Linked DNA regions of Sus scrofa: region 2 is linked to region 1. Evidence: chromatin contacts called from public Hi-C data. All regions are on one chromosome and are shown on one strand. The core of a region is the stretch at or near the end of the contact, and the rest is flanking DNA. Distances in the headings are between cores, read along the strand shown. Region 1 has its middle 40 kb from the start of ARL4C. Region 2 overlaps AGAP1 (arf-GAP with GTPase, ANK repeat and PH domain-containing protein 1).

Region 1 (6,275 bases), core at 2,155-4,654:
ACTGCAGGCCAAAAAAAAAAAAAAAAAAAGAGTAATGCTCCTTTAACCAATGTAAAGAAGAAGAAAAAAAAGCGAAACCTCATTTTCAGCTCTCAATAGAGGATTACCAGGCACGGAGCAGAGAGGCTTCCGGAGGCTGGCATTCCACAGCAGCTCATCAGGTTCGTCAAAGGAAGCATTTCAGCCCTTCTGAACTCACAGCCTCTGGTCCACACAGCGGGAAGAACACACACACACACACACACAGAGACACACACACACACACCGATTGCTCTAGACTGTATTGCAAAGAGATGCATTAAAAAGGGAATTTGAGGTTAACAGATGCAAACTATTGCCTTTGGAATGGATAAGCAATGAGATCCTGCTGTATAGCACTGGGAACTATATCTAGTCACTTAGGATGGAGCAGGATAATGTGAGAAAAAAAGCATGTATACAGTATGCGTGACTGGGTCACCATGCTGTATAGTAGAAAATTGACAGTGTTGGGGACGTGGCTCGGATCGTCAGTGTGGGAAAGCGAGACCCGTGAACACGGCAGGTCCCGCCCAGCTCTGCCTCTGCAGAAGGGCGCGGGTGCTCACCCAGCGCGCGGAAGCCGAGACCCTCCCTGTTTATCCCTAACGGGGGTGCACCTGTCCCCTGCCCGGGGGTCAGGGCAGGGCGCACATTCTTCTCGGGGGGCTCGTTGAAACAGCTTGTTCCTGGGAGAAGAGGGAAAGAGGAGGGTGTGGCAGGAGGGCGTTTCAGCCGAAACCAGAGCGGAATGGAGTCACCAAGATTTCCTTCGATAGACGAGACATTAGGATACTTTCCACAACAAAACACTGTAAACCAGGTATAATGGAAAAAGTAAAACTCATTATCTAAGAAAGAAAAACGGCTAAGCAGGATTAGGCCTGGTTGGTACTTGAATGGAAGGAAGGGCCAGGGTCGTGGCAGGGGCTGACTTAGAGCCTTCCTTGAGTTTGCTGGGCGGAAACTCACCTTGTGCCCACACCGTTCATTTCCTTGCAGTCACAGGACATTTCTGAGAGAGGGTGGATGGTGTGGGGACCGTTAGCCGTTTTCCTGAAGGAGCAGTCCTACCCCTGTTCCCTGTATGGTTTTCTGTTACCCTTGCAGCTCAGTAGGTGGAAAAATTAAACATTCAAGCTACCGCTGAAATTTCTGCTGCAAAAGAGTTTTCAACCCCTGAGTGGTCGAAGGAAGGAGAAAAGGGCTCCCCTACCCAGTAATCCCCGCCACGAAAAAGCTTACCGTTCCTTATTTCAGACTGGAAGTTTCCTCAGGCTCGCCACGGGGGAGGATGCAGCTGCCTTCCACGTGGCCGTTCCTGCTGCTGGAAATTAAGATAACTCTGGCTTGGGTCATCAGCGTCGGAAAGTGAGACACGTGGACAAGGAGAAATCTCGGCAAGGCTCTTTCCTTCTGCAGAAGGGCGCAGGTGCTCCAAAAGGCACGCGTGCTGAACAAAGGACCCTCCCCTATTGATCCCTAGCGCAGGTGATGGGCCTGTCCCCTTCCCTGGGTCAGGGCAGGGCACACATTCTTCCCGGTTGGCTAACTGAAATAAATTGTTGCTGGGAAAAGGGGTAAAGAGGAGGGGGTCGCAGGGTGTTTCAGCCGAAGCCAGAGCAAAATGGAGCTACCAAGATTTCTTTTGCTAGAAAAGATATTCTGTTACTTTCCACACGGCTGCTCAGGAATGAGAGTCGTGGCGCTGGACCCTGTCTGCGGTCGTGGGCTTTGCGGTGAGATGAGGTAAAGGAAGAGAGCCCGGTGCTGAGGGACGCAGCCCTAGCATCTGGTGACCCGGTGTGTTAGGTCCCCAGGGCGGCCGTGACACCCGTGGCACAGCACCGCAAACCGGGTGCTTCTCTCCTGGAGGCCAGAAGCCCAAATCAAGGCTCCGTTCCTCCCAGAGGCTCTGAGGAAGAGTCTCTTCCAGGCCTCTCCCGGCTTCTGGAAGCTGTGCCCCCATCGCTTCAGCCTCCGTCTCTGTGTATCCGTGTATCCGTGTATCCCCGTGTCCTCACACGACCTTCTTACAAGGAGGCTGGTCATTGAATTCAGGACCCACCTTCAACTCATAATGACCCTGTATCCACTAATTACGTCTGCAAAGACCCGGTTTACAAATAAGGTCAGAGGTCCCAAGGACAGAGGTATTGGTGGGGGGCGGGTGGCAGAAGCGGGGAACACACTCCAGTCCAATAAAGCGTCTTCTTCTGCTGCATGATGGAATGGTCCAAACTTCTAAGTGCTGTGTTTATCACTGCCCTGTGCCATTGACGAGGAAGGGCTCCACTAAACCGCATGGGGCACTGAAGAGGCAACTGCCTGTGGTTCAAAGACAAAGAAGAGAACGGGGAGCAACCTGCCGGGTGAGGCATGTGCAGTGCAGGACTGAGCACCGGAAGAGGACCTCAGACCCCCACTCAGACGGGGGGAGAGAGTGGATCTCTGCGGGTTCTCTGCGGGAGGAGGAGGAGGAGGAGGAGGAGGGAGGGCAACGAGGAACCAGGTGGCCTTGGGGAGCAGGGGGTGTAGGGCAGACAGAGAACACCTGACGTCCCCTTGGAGGTAGGCCCTGATCAAGGACCCAGAAGGCCACCCACCCCAAGGGCAGGAAGCTAGCAGTTAGGATCCTGTCTTCCCAGGAGCACAGGTCCTGGCCCGCAGGGCTTTCCCTTTGCTGAGAGAACACACAAGTTTGGGTGAAGAGAGGGACCCCCCCCACCCAGGACATCCGGAGAGACCCTCAGCCTCTGTCTTCCTCTGCTTCCCTTAGGCGGGCCCGTCTCTCCTCATTCCTAAACCTTAGTCTGAGCAGCGTCAGAGGTTAGTTAGCCTTTCAGGGTCACCCATGTGTCTTGCTCTGGTTTGCAGCGACATCCAGCAGCGGAAGCCCCAGTAAATGGGAACTCAAACATAAGGAGCAAGGGGCGAGAGGTGGGCAAGTTTCCTAAGAAGGAAGGGGGGCATTTTAGTGCAGATCTTAGAGCTCCCCTCTGAACAGGCCTTCATCGTTGTTACAGGGAGCTGAAGTCCCTGCCACATCCCAGTGAGTTCTGGCCCTCCTGCCCCCGGGCCTGGACCCCCAGCCTTGAGTGGAAACCCCCCACTTTCCGAGGCCGCTGCGCCAGAAGTCAGAGAGGCAGGAAGTCGGTCAGGCCCATCAGCACACGGTCGGCTGAGGTCTTGTTTCTTTTACATTTTCTTTCTAGCGCTCATTTCAAAATTGTCTCTCTCCTCTCGAGCATGGCTTCTTTTTTTAACCCTCAGGCTAACGTGGAAAGAATGTGTTTAGTTTGCAGCGCTGCGGTGGCATGAACCATGGGCGGGGTGATTCAGCTACCCTGGGGCCGCTGACTCGCGCAGGGGTGGGACCAGGGATGTTGGCCAGGACACCGCTCTAAGTCCCATAACTGTGATGAAATCCGTTTGAAGCTGACGCATCAGAATATGGACTCTCCAGAGCAGCCTTTCAGGCAGCAGTTTGGCTTTTCTATAACAAGGTGTTCGATGTTTGTTGACAGAAGGGGAAGATTGAGAAAACACATCCAGGGAAAGAACTGACTTACAGGTGGAGCTGGACAATAGTGACGCCACCCTGACCTTCTCAAGGATGCCTGATTGAGCGCTGACCCTGCAAAACGGCAAACGTCGTGTGACAATGAAGGCATGACTCAGGCGAGGCTAAAAGCTGCTAAGCTCAGGGTTAGTTCCCATGGTTTGGGGAAATCTTAGTATGGAGAACCGGGCTTTAAGAAATTCCGTCAAAGGGAGTTCCCATGGTGGCAGAGCCGTAACAAACCTGACTAGTATCCGCAAGGATTCGGGTTCGATCCCTGGTCTTGCTCAGTGGGTTAAGGATCCAGTGTTGGTGGGAGCTGTGGTGTAGGTCACAGATGCAGCTCTGATCTGGCGTGGCTGTGGCTGTGGTGTAGGCTGGTAGCTGCAGCTCCAATTTGACCTCTAGCCTGGGAACCTCCATATGCCACAGGTGTGGCCCTAAAAAAGCAAAAAAAAAAAAAAAAAAAAGAAAAGAAAAGAAAAAAAGAAAAAGGAAGAAAAGAAATTCCATGAAAACGTGGCTCACTGTTTTCTGTGCCTCCAAGTTCCGTGGTAAAGAGATGGTATGTGTATTTCTAAAAGGAGCCAGGTTGATGCAATGGAAAAAAAGTCTAGTGCAGTAAGAATCAGAGTCCTGGCCACTAACTGCCTTACCTTAGATGAGTGGCTTGGCCAGGCTGTTCCAGGCTTTTGTGAAGACTGAATGGTGTGTAAGGATCGTACAGAGTCTGGTACAGAGGATGTATCTGACAAGGAGAAGCCCATTGCTGGAGCTTCATTATTTCACCACACACGGGTAGCATCCCTCACTGGGACCTCTGCCCAGATGCCCAGACTTGCCTTCTTCACGTCCCTGACTCTTGGAGCTTTCTGTACACGTCCCACGAGCTGTCCTAACAGAGCTGCTTTCCTGAGGAGCCATTAGGAATGTTCTTTGCTTGAGACCCCAAGAGGCCCTGCCCGAGTCATCAGTTGTTGTCTGTCTTTCCCGTGGCCACCAAATGTGGTGGTTTAAAGCAGCAGGAATGAATTCCTTCACATGCTGGAGTTCAGCAGTCCACAATCAGTTCAGCTCGGCTGAGATCAGGATGCAGGCAGTGCTGTGCTCCCGCCAGGGGCTCCAGGGTAGAATCCGTTCCTGTTCCCAACCGGCTTCAGCTTCGGGGGGCCGCCAGCACTGCTTGGCTTGTGGCCACATCCCCTCGGTTGCCTCCTCCCCGTCACACAGCCTCCTCCTCCTCTCCGTGAGGAAATGTCCCTTCATGTCTCTCTCTTATCAGGGTCCTTGTGATTATGCTAAAGACTCACCTGGATCATCCAGAAGCCATCTCGGAATCTTTAATCTCATTGAAAAGACTCTTTCATCAAACCAAGTCGCATTCACAGTTTGTAGGGACTAGGACCTCATGTCTCTAAGAGCCATGACTCAGCCCGCTACCATTGTCATCATGAGGTTTGGTTCTTAAACCTACATTTGCTACTTTGTCTGTTTGTTTGTTTTAGGACTGCACCTGCAGCATATGGGAGTTCCCAGACTAGGGGTGGAAACGGAGTTGTAGCCACCGGCCTGCACCACAGCCACGGCAACGCCGGATCTGAGCCACATCTTCAGCCTATGCTGCAGCTTGCAGCAAACCTGGACCCTTAACCCACTGATCAAGGCCAGAGATCGAACCCGCATCCTCGTGGGTACTGCTTGGGTTCTTAACCTGCTGAGCCACAATAAGGATGCCTACATTTGGTGTTTTATTCCTGATGAAGCTTAAACTGTTCATTGTATTGATCGGGTTGCACCTGCATATACGCATGGCCCCTTCATCGGGGCAGGAGACAAACAACAACAGCAAGAGATGACCAGGATCCTGGAGTTCCTGGCGTCTTCTGGGCTTCGCTCCACCTTTGGCTTTGGCTGGTTGGGGATTCCAGCGTCCCTAGAGCTAGAGGTATAGAGCAGCCGCACAATGCTTTGGGTGGGAGAAGCTGTTGGCTCTCGTGAGCGGAAACACTCCTGTGAATTGTGTGGGTTTTTTATAAGTGGGGGACAATATGTTAAGAAATCTTGCCCCAAAGCTTTCTTCTCAAAAGTCTTGTTGTTGTTTTTGCTTTTTTTTGTGTTTTTTGTTTTTTGTTTTTTTTTTTGTTTGTTTGTTTGTTTGTTTTGCCATTTCTAGGGCCGCTCCTGCGGCATATGGAGGTTCCCAGGCTAGGGGTCAAATTGGAGCTGTAGCCACCAGCCTACGCCAGAGCCACAGCCACGCGGGATCCGAGCCACATCTGCAACCTACACCACAGCTCACGGCAACGCCGGAACCTCAACCAACTGAGCAAGGCCAGGGATCGAACCTGCAACCTCATGATTCTTAGTCGAATTTGTTAACCACTGAGCCACGACGGGAACTCCTAAGTTAGTCTTAAACAGTTTTGATGATAGCGTATGTCACCTGAGAGTCATAACCCCGTATTGCTTAGGTACGCATTTTTGCTGAATTCCACCCCCAACCCCACACCCAACCCAGGTGTCGTGAACGTGTTTGGGGTTTAAGAACCCGTGCATGGATGTTAACCACAGGAGCATGCGTCCCACCTGCTCTGGAAAATACTGCTGTTATCAACATGTATGCTTCAGCCATAATACAGTTGTGATTTCTGGTAACAGAAATGTCTTTTATTGTCAACTTCACTAAGTAAGAGTG
Region 2 (6,275 bases), core at 1,124-3,623, 1.0 Mb before region 1:
TGCTTGACTTCACTGACCCAAAAAATACATCTTGAATTTTAAAAAAAAAAAAAAAATTTACTTTTAAAACCCTCCATCCCCTCCCTCATTGCTGGGCCAGGAGGAAACGCTGCCTCAGAAGAGGCTCAATGAAAAGTAACCTGAGGAGTTCCCGTTGTGGCTCAGGGGGTTAAGGATCCAACCGCCATCCATAAGGACGTGGGTTCAATCCCTGGCCTCCAGTGGATTAAAGATCCGGCGTGGCCGTGAGCTGTGCTGTAGGTCGCAGAAGTGGCTTGGATCCCACGTTGCTGTGGCTGTGGCCTAGGCCTGTGGCTGTGACCTAGGCCAGTGGCTGTAGCTCTGATTCGACCCCAGCCTGGGGACTCTCCATATGCCACGGGTGCAGCCCTAAAAAGTGAAGGAAAACAGAAAGAAAAGTAACCTGAGATTTATCAGGAGACGCACACAGCAGCAGCTCCTTCATGCCACTTCTCGATTGGCCCTTCTGGGGGCTTGCCTCGCTAAGTGAGGGTGACAGAGATGAAGGCAGAGCCCCTAGAAGAGTCAGGGGGTGACCAGTGAGGACCAGACTGGCCGGCTGCCCCATTTCACGCTCCAGGCGCAGCGACATTAAAGAATGAACACGCACGTCGGGAGCACACATCCGGGAGCCCTCCGTGCCCGCGTGTTCACCAGTGATCTCAAGTCACCAAAGATGTGTCCCACTGCAGGAGAGGCCACTTGGTGCCCCATTCAGTTCCCCCTACTAGAGCGGAATAACATTAAGAGAATGCATTCCCGGAGCGCCCACCATGGCGCAGCGGAAACAAGTCCAACGCGTATCTGTGAGGATACGGGTTCGATCCCTGGCCTCGCTCAATGGGTTAAGGATCTGCCGTTGCTACGAGCTGTGGTGTAGGTCGCAGATGCAGCTTGGAGCCCACGTGGCTGTGGCTGTGGTGTAGGCCGGCAGCTGTAGCACTGATGTGAACCCTAGCCTGGGAACCTCCATAGGCTGAGGGTGCGGCCCTAAAAAGAAAAAAGAAAGAAAGAAAGAAAACGCGTTCTCACGCGCTGATGGAAGTGCCACTGAATTTGAATTTGGACTAAAACCTCACCAGTCACCCCTGACTGACAGCTTTTAGCCAGTCCCGGGACACTGGGGCTCCTGTCGCTGTGGTCAGGAGGCCAGCAAGGCCCCAGGCCGTCAGAACTGTTAGGAGAAGACCTTCCATCATTTCTTATCATTAACACGCACCCGCTTCAGATTATATTTTCTCTTTTACATTTAAATCATAATATTGAAGAGAAGCTCTCAAAAAACACCAAGATCAGGGAACAGGGAACTTTTATCAGGAGCGATGCGAGGGGGTGGGAAACCAAAATTACTCAACATGGGGGGGGTTAGAGAATGTTATGACTTTTCAGCAGAAATTCTCAGCTTGGTTGACAACCAAAATATCAGAAGTAGAAGGAGAAGACGCCAACCCCCTGCTGTCACCCAGGTGTGCCCGCAGGTCAGAGGCAGGGTGGATTATTTTAGGACTGAAGAAAGGGAATTCTAAATAGCTACACGTGGATGCCAGCTGAATTCCTTGCAAGTTTAATCCTATATTAAGAGGACGTGCAGGGAGGCTCAGGATGTGAAAACGCGCTGAAACCACACAACACACACTGCTGCTGTGATGCTGCGTGAGGCCGAAGCTGCCAGGTCTACGCTCTCGGAGGAAAGGGGGCTTGGGCTTTGGACAGTGAGTGCTGAGCCACAAGAAAAGTGAAATTCAGGACATCTGGCTCATCCGTTTACGATGTCTTCAGCAGTCTGTGCGTTCACATAAAACACGGGTAAGTAAAAACAATCGACTTTCACTAGTCCCAACAGTCTTTTAAAATACACAACTAAACAGTGAACCCGATGGTAAAATACAGATCTGGGGTGATTTTGCCATGTGAACTTGGTTCATCCTCTCGGTACGAAAGGCACTATATTCTGGTGAGTGATGCTGGCGGTGGGAGGCTGGGCATGGCGGGGAGGAGGAAATTTCTGTAATTCCCTTTCATTTTTGTCATAAACCTAAAACTACTCTGAAAAAATTGTCTTAAAAATGTAAAAAATACACACACACCCACACACACAATTAAATAAAATTAAGGAGGTGCTGGGCCCGGCCCGTACGTATCAACACCACCACACTGAGGTCCTGTTTTGGACCCAGCTCCGCTGACCACGCAGGTCCCTGAGTAACACACACACACACACACACACACAGCTCATTCAGAGGCGGTGGGAGAGCCAGCTCCTGGCGCTGCCTGGCCCGGGAGAACCGAGAGCCTCGGTCAGCCAGGGCAGAGGGCTGGGCACCTGCTCATTCCATTGGGCCTTGGCCCAGCACAGGGATCCTGGCACTGGACACGGTGCCCCTGGACCACTGCGGTGCCGTCGGCTCCGCCGCCCTGACTTCCGAGCAGAGGGTGTGACCTGGGACGTGCCTAGGCCGCCTGAGCACACGATGCAGGAGGGATGCAGGATCACACAAACATCAGGAGGAAGCCCTTTCTCTAGGCCGGGCTCCTCCTCCTCCTCCGAGCAGCCCTCCTTCCTCCTCAGCATCTTCAGCCGTTTCCCAAGGGCAAGGGCCAGCGCACAGCCCCCCACCCACCCAGAAGGGCTCAGACAACTTGCAGACAGTAGAAGCTGCTCCCACCCCAGTGTCAGAGGAAGAGGCCTCGGCTGCGGTCCCCCTCCCACGCCCTGCGCCCCCGCCCCCAGCACACTCCGTGCTCCCTGCCGCCCCCTCTCCAGAGGACACGCACAGCTAACACCTCCACGGGGCTCAGGACAGCCTCTCAAGTGCTTGCTGCCCAGACGTCCCCAGGTCCCCTCCCTGTTCTTTTGAAGGCAATTCAGCTACAAAGGATGCAGGCTTCTTCCAGAGAAAAGCCCTCCCCCCAGCAGAGAAACTGTTCTGAGCCGCCCCGCGGGACAGGGCCACCTCCAGCCCCACCCTGGCTCCTCCAGGTGACAAGGACAAGACTCTGGACCCCAAGGAATGCAAATACCCACCCACACTGACAGAGGGGAGCACAGACCAAGGACAGCTAGGCAGGGAGCTGCAGAAAGAAAGGGCAACAAATCTGATAAGAAAGCTCCCCGCTGTTTACTTTCCCGGGAGAACTGGGCTGTTTCTTGTGCCCCGACTTTCTTAAAATCCATCCAGACTGCAAATTCCTTCCCTAACCTCCATTTGCTCATGACTGAGGGACAGGGCTCTGGTCTGTTTTCGAAATTATTTACATGCAGAACCATGAACCGAACCAGGAAATGGAAGGCCCTCGTTACAGCACACACAACACAGGCACACTCGGACGTGAAAGGCGTCCACGCTCCCTTTAACAACTAACAACCCCCCCTTGGGCCAAAGAGAGAAACACAATGGGCATGGGTGGGCAAGACACAGGCCTGCCTCCCAGGGGCTCCGTCAGCTCCTCGTCGCCCATCAAGCCTCAAGGCCCGATCACCTAATTCCTAAAATACTGGCAACACAGGTGAGGAAGTGGTCCAGCAAGGAGATGACATCATAGCAATGTGACCTCGGGCAGAAAGCCCCCCCTGCCCCCCCCGCCGTTTTCCCCTTGGTGCCACCATAGCATTTTGTATTCTTTCAACACTCTCTTTGCTTGACTTGATGGATCAAAAGGCAAAGATTCGAGTCTTAAAGCTGCTAGGATTTTGCAAAGTAGCTTAAAAAAAAAAAAGTACGTGTTGTCTAGCCTTTTCCTCCCACATCTCCGAGTTTGTGTCATTGCAGGGCATAAAAATGGTTACAGAAGACATTGCCCTTTTGGGGCCAGCAGGAACTAGGAGGGCTGGGTTAAGATCCACCAAGAGGGAGTTCCCTGGTGGTCGAGTGGGTGGGGCTTGGCACTTTCACCGCTGCAGCCCCAGCTTCCATCCCTGGCCTGAGAGCTGAGATCCCGTATGAAGCCGCAGCCCGCTGTGGCCAACGGGGTGGGGGGAGGTGGCCCAGGGAACTCACCCCTTCATTACGCCATTTCCACTGAGCCCTGGCCAAGCGGTTACCCTCTGACGCTCAGAAAAGCATCAAAGCTGTGGCTGGACTTCCTTCCCGGGCATTTCGTGCTAAAAATGAGCAGCACGTAAGAATAAGCAGCAATCTAGGGGCCTAACTGTACGCCTCATGGACGTGGTTAGTGACGAAGGGCAGTCTCGGGAGTGGACCTGGAGGGGGACGGCAATGACAGGAAGAGGGCTTGCGTTTTCAGTTCTCCTGTCCTCCCGCCCCCACCCCTCCCACCGGCGCCAGGATCCCTGCTCCCTGGACGGGGGCTTTCTAGGAGCAGAGACGGTCTGGTGAATAAAGGCCCACGTCCTCTTTAGGGAGGGAATTCGGCCACACAGGCCGTGCTTCCACCACAGTTGCTCGGGTTTGCAGACAAGTGATTTCAGAAAGTAAAACCCAAAGACCCTTAGGAGGAAACCTGCCCTCCAGACAGGGGACCTCGCCACTGTGCAAAGGAACAGGATGTCTCATCTATCAAAGGAAATCTTGGCGACTCCATTCCGCTCAGGTTTCGACTGAAACACCCTCCTGCGACCCCCTCCTCTTTCCCTCTTCTCCCAGGAACAACCTGTTTCAACGAGACCCCCGAGAAGAATGTGCGCCCTGCCCTGACCCCCGGGCAGGGCACAGGTGCACCCCCGCGTTAGGGATAAACAGGGAGGGTCTCGGCTTCCGCGCGCTGGGTGAGCACCTGCGCCCTTCTGCAGAGGCAGAGCTGGGCGGGATCTGCCGTGTTCACGGGTCTCGCTTTCCGACACTGACGATCCGAGCCGTGTCCCCAACCCCACCGTCAAAGAGGAGCGAGCCTTTGCAGGCAGAACGAGGCAGTGCGGAGAGAAAACGGATCCGTGCTTCCCAGAGACGTAGACTGAACTTGAAGTTGAGGACAGGCAGGTTCACGCGCCACCTCACCAGCTCTGGGACAGGCTCTCCCTGCCCTGGGTGCCAGGCCAGGCGGGCCACCGCCCTCCCTCTCCGTGTTCCTCCACGAGCCCCCACCCCACCTCACCTGGGACGCTCAGCAAAACCGGCCACAGGTGCGAACGACCCGACCCACCCGATCAGAAGGTCAGAGTCCGCCCTTCCAACCAGCCCCTGGGGCATTTCTTACTCTTCCTCCGCTGTGGCCAACATAAGATGCCAGCGTCAGGAGCTCAGGCTGTGGACTGTGGGAGCCCCTCTTTTCCCACCTGGCCCTACCTGTCTTGAGGCCAGGACCCCACAGGAGGGACAGGGAACTCGGTGCGAGGGGCCAGCAACCAGGAGCCCTGGGCTGACAGTGACAACAACCTCCTTGGGTGACTGTCCGTGAAAGCCCTTCCCTCCCACTCAAAAAGATGCTGTAACCCTCTCCTAGCAAAGGGCCCCACCCCCACAGCGGACGCTCTCCTCTTGCCTTTGGGGAGAGGGGCCAGGCTTCGGGAACCCCACATCCTGGGGGTGGGCACAGGCTACCTGGCTGCCCTCCCCGCCTTGGGGCCACAGGTGAGCCTGAAATAGCAGGTGGCCCGGAAAGCCCTCATCACGTAATCAAACCACACTTATCGGCTATGTGAGCACAAAGCAAGCCACTAACTCTACAGCGATTAAGACCCGCTAAAAAAAAAATAGCTAAAAGGTATTGCCAGTTAGAGTCAAACCCAGGCCAATTTATAATACACGGAATCACAGGGACCTGCCACTGTGCAAGTCGAAAGCAGCCAAACGGCCACTGCATTTGGTTCATCCCACAGCACGTGAGACCCGCAAGGCGGGCGGAGCGGGGGGGAACAGGTGGCGTGACTACTCGGCTGTATCAGAAGGTCTGCAGAGCTTTAAGATAACCTGAAAACCCCTCCATTCACTCTACCTCAGCAAAAAGCAACAGAATCAAAGGAACGGAGCAAGAGGGCTGTGACAAACTCAGAGATCTCACAACAGAACTGAACTGAGACCACAAAGCCCCATGTCCTGGGTCCCCACCGTGGCCGCAGCAATCACCTGGCCCAGGGACCAGAGCAGGCCAGCGCAGCCACTGAGACCTCCGTCTCCACAGCGGGCCCTGTGTCCCTCCTCGGGTCGTCCGCTGAGGGCTCCCCAACCTCACCAGACAAGGGAGTAACATCTTCACGTCTATGGTTTTTTCGTGGCTGCACCTACAGCACATGCAAGTTCCCAGGCCAGGGGTCAAACAGGAGCTGCAGCTGCAGCCACAGCAACGCGGGATCCGAG

Evidence for each region. Hi-C and Micro-C count contacts between places; a contact is called where the count stands out from the background.
Region 2: a contact with region 1 is called in a Hi-C map of mesenteric adipose tissue, with 5 times the contacts expected there. The contact joins two enhancer-like sites. A contact is called at or near these places in 5 of 47 Hi-C or Micro-C datasets (heart right ventricle, liver, mesenteric adipose tissue and 2 more).

Annotation. Positions count from the first base shown.
Region 1 is chr15:134,579,385-134,585,659 of Sscrofa11.1, reverse strand. No RefSeq gene overlaps it. Among named protein-coding and RNA genes, the nearest start is that of ARL4C, 40 kb to the left of the region's middle. Within about 2 kb of position 3,404, at least 26 of the 83 cell types and tissues checked have an H3K27ac peak or open chromatin away from gene starts, as enhancers often do. A contact at or near this core is called in mesenteric adipose tissue and omental adipose tissue, where this site is marked.
Region 2 is chr15:135,615,384-135,621,658 of Sscrofa11.1, reverse strand. The region is part of intron 1 of AGAP1 (arf-GAP with GTPase, ANK repeat and PH domain-containing protein 1); the gene reads right to left. Among named protein-coding and RNA genes, the nearest start is that of AGAP1, 180 kb to the right of the region's middle. Within about 2 kb of position 2,373, at least 4 of the 83 cell types and tissues checked have an H3K27ac peak or open chromatin away from gene starts, as enhancers often do. A contact at or near this core is called in mesenteric adipose tissue and omental adipose tissue, where this site is marked.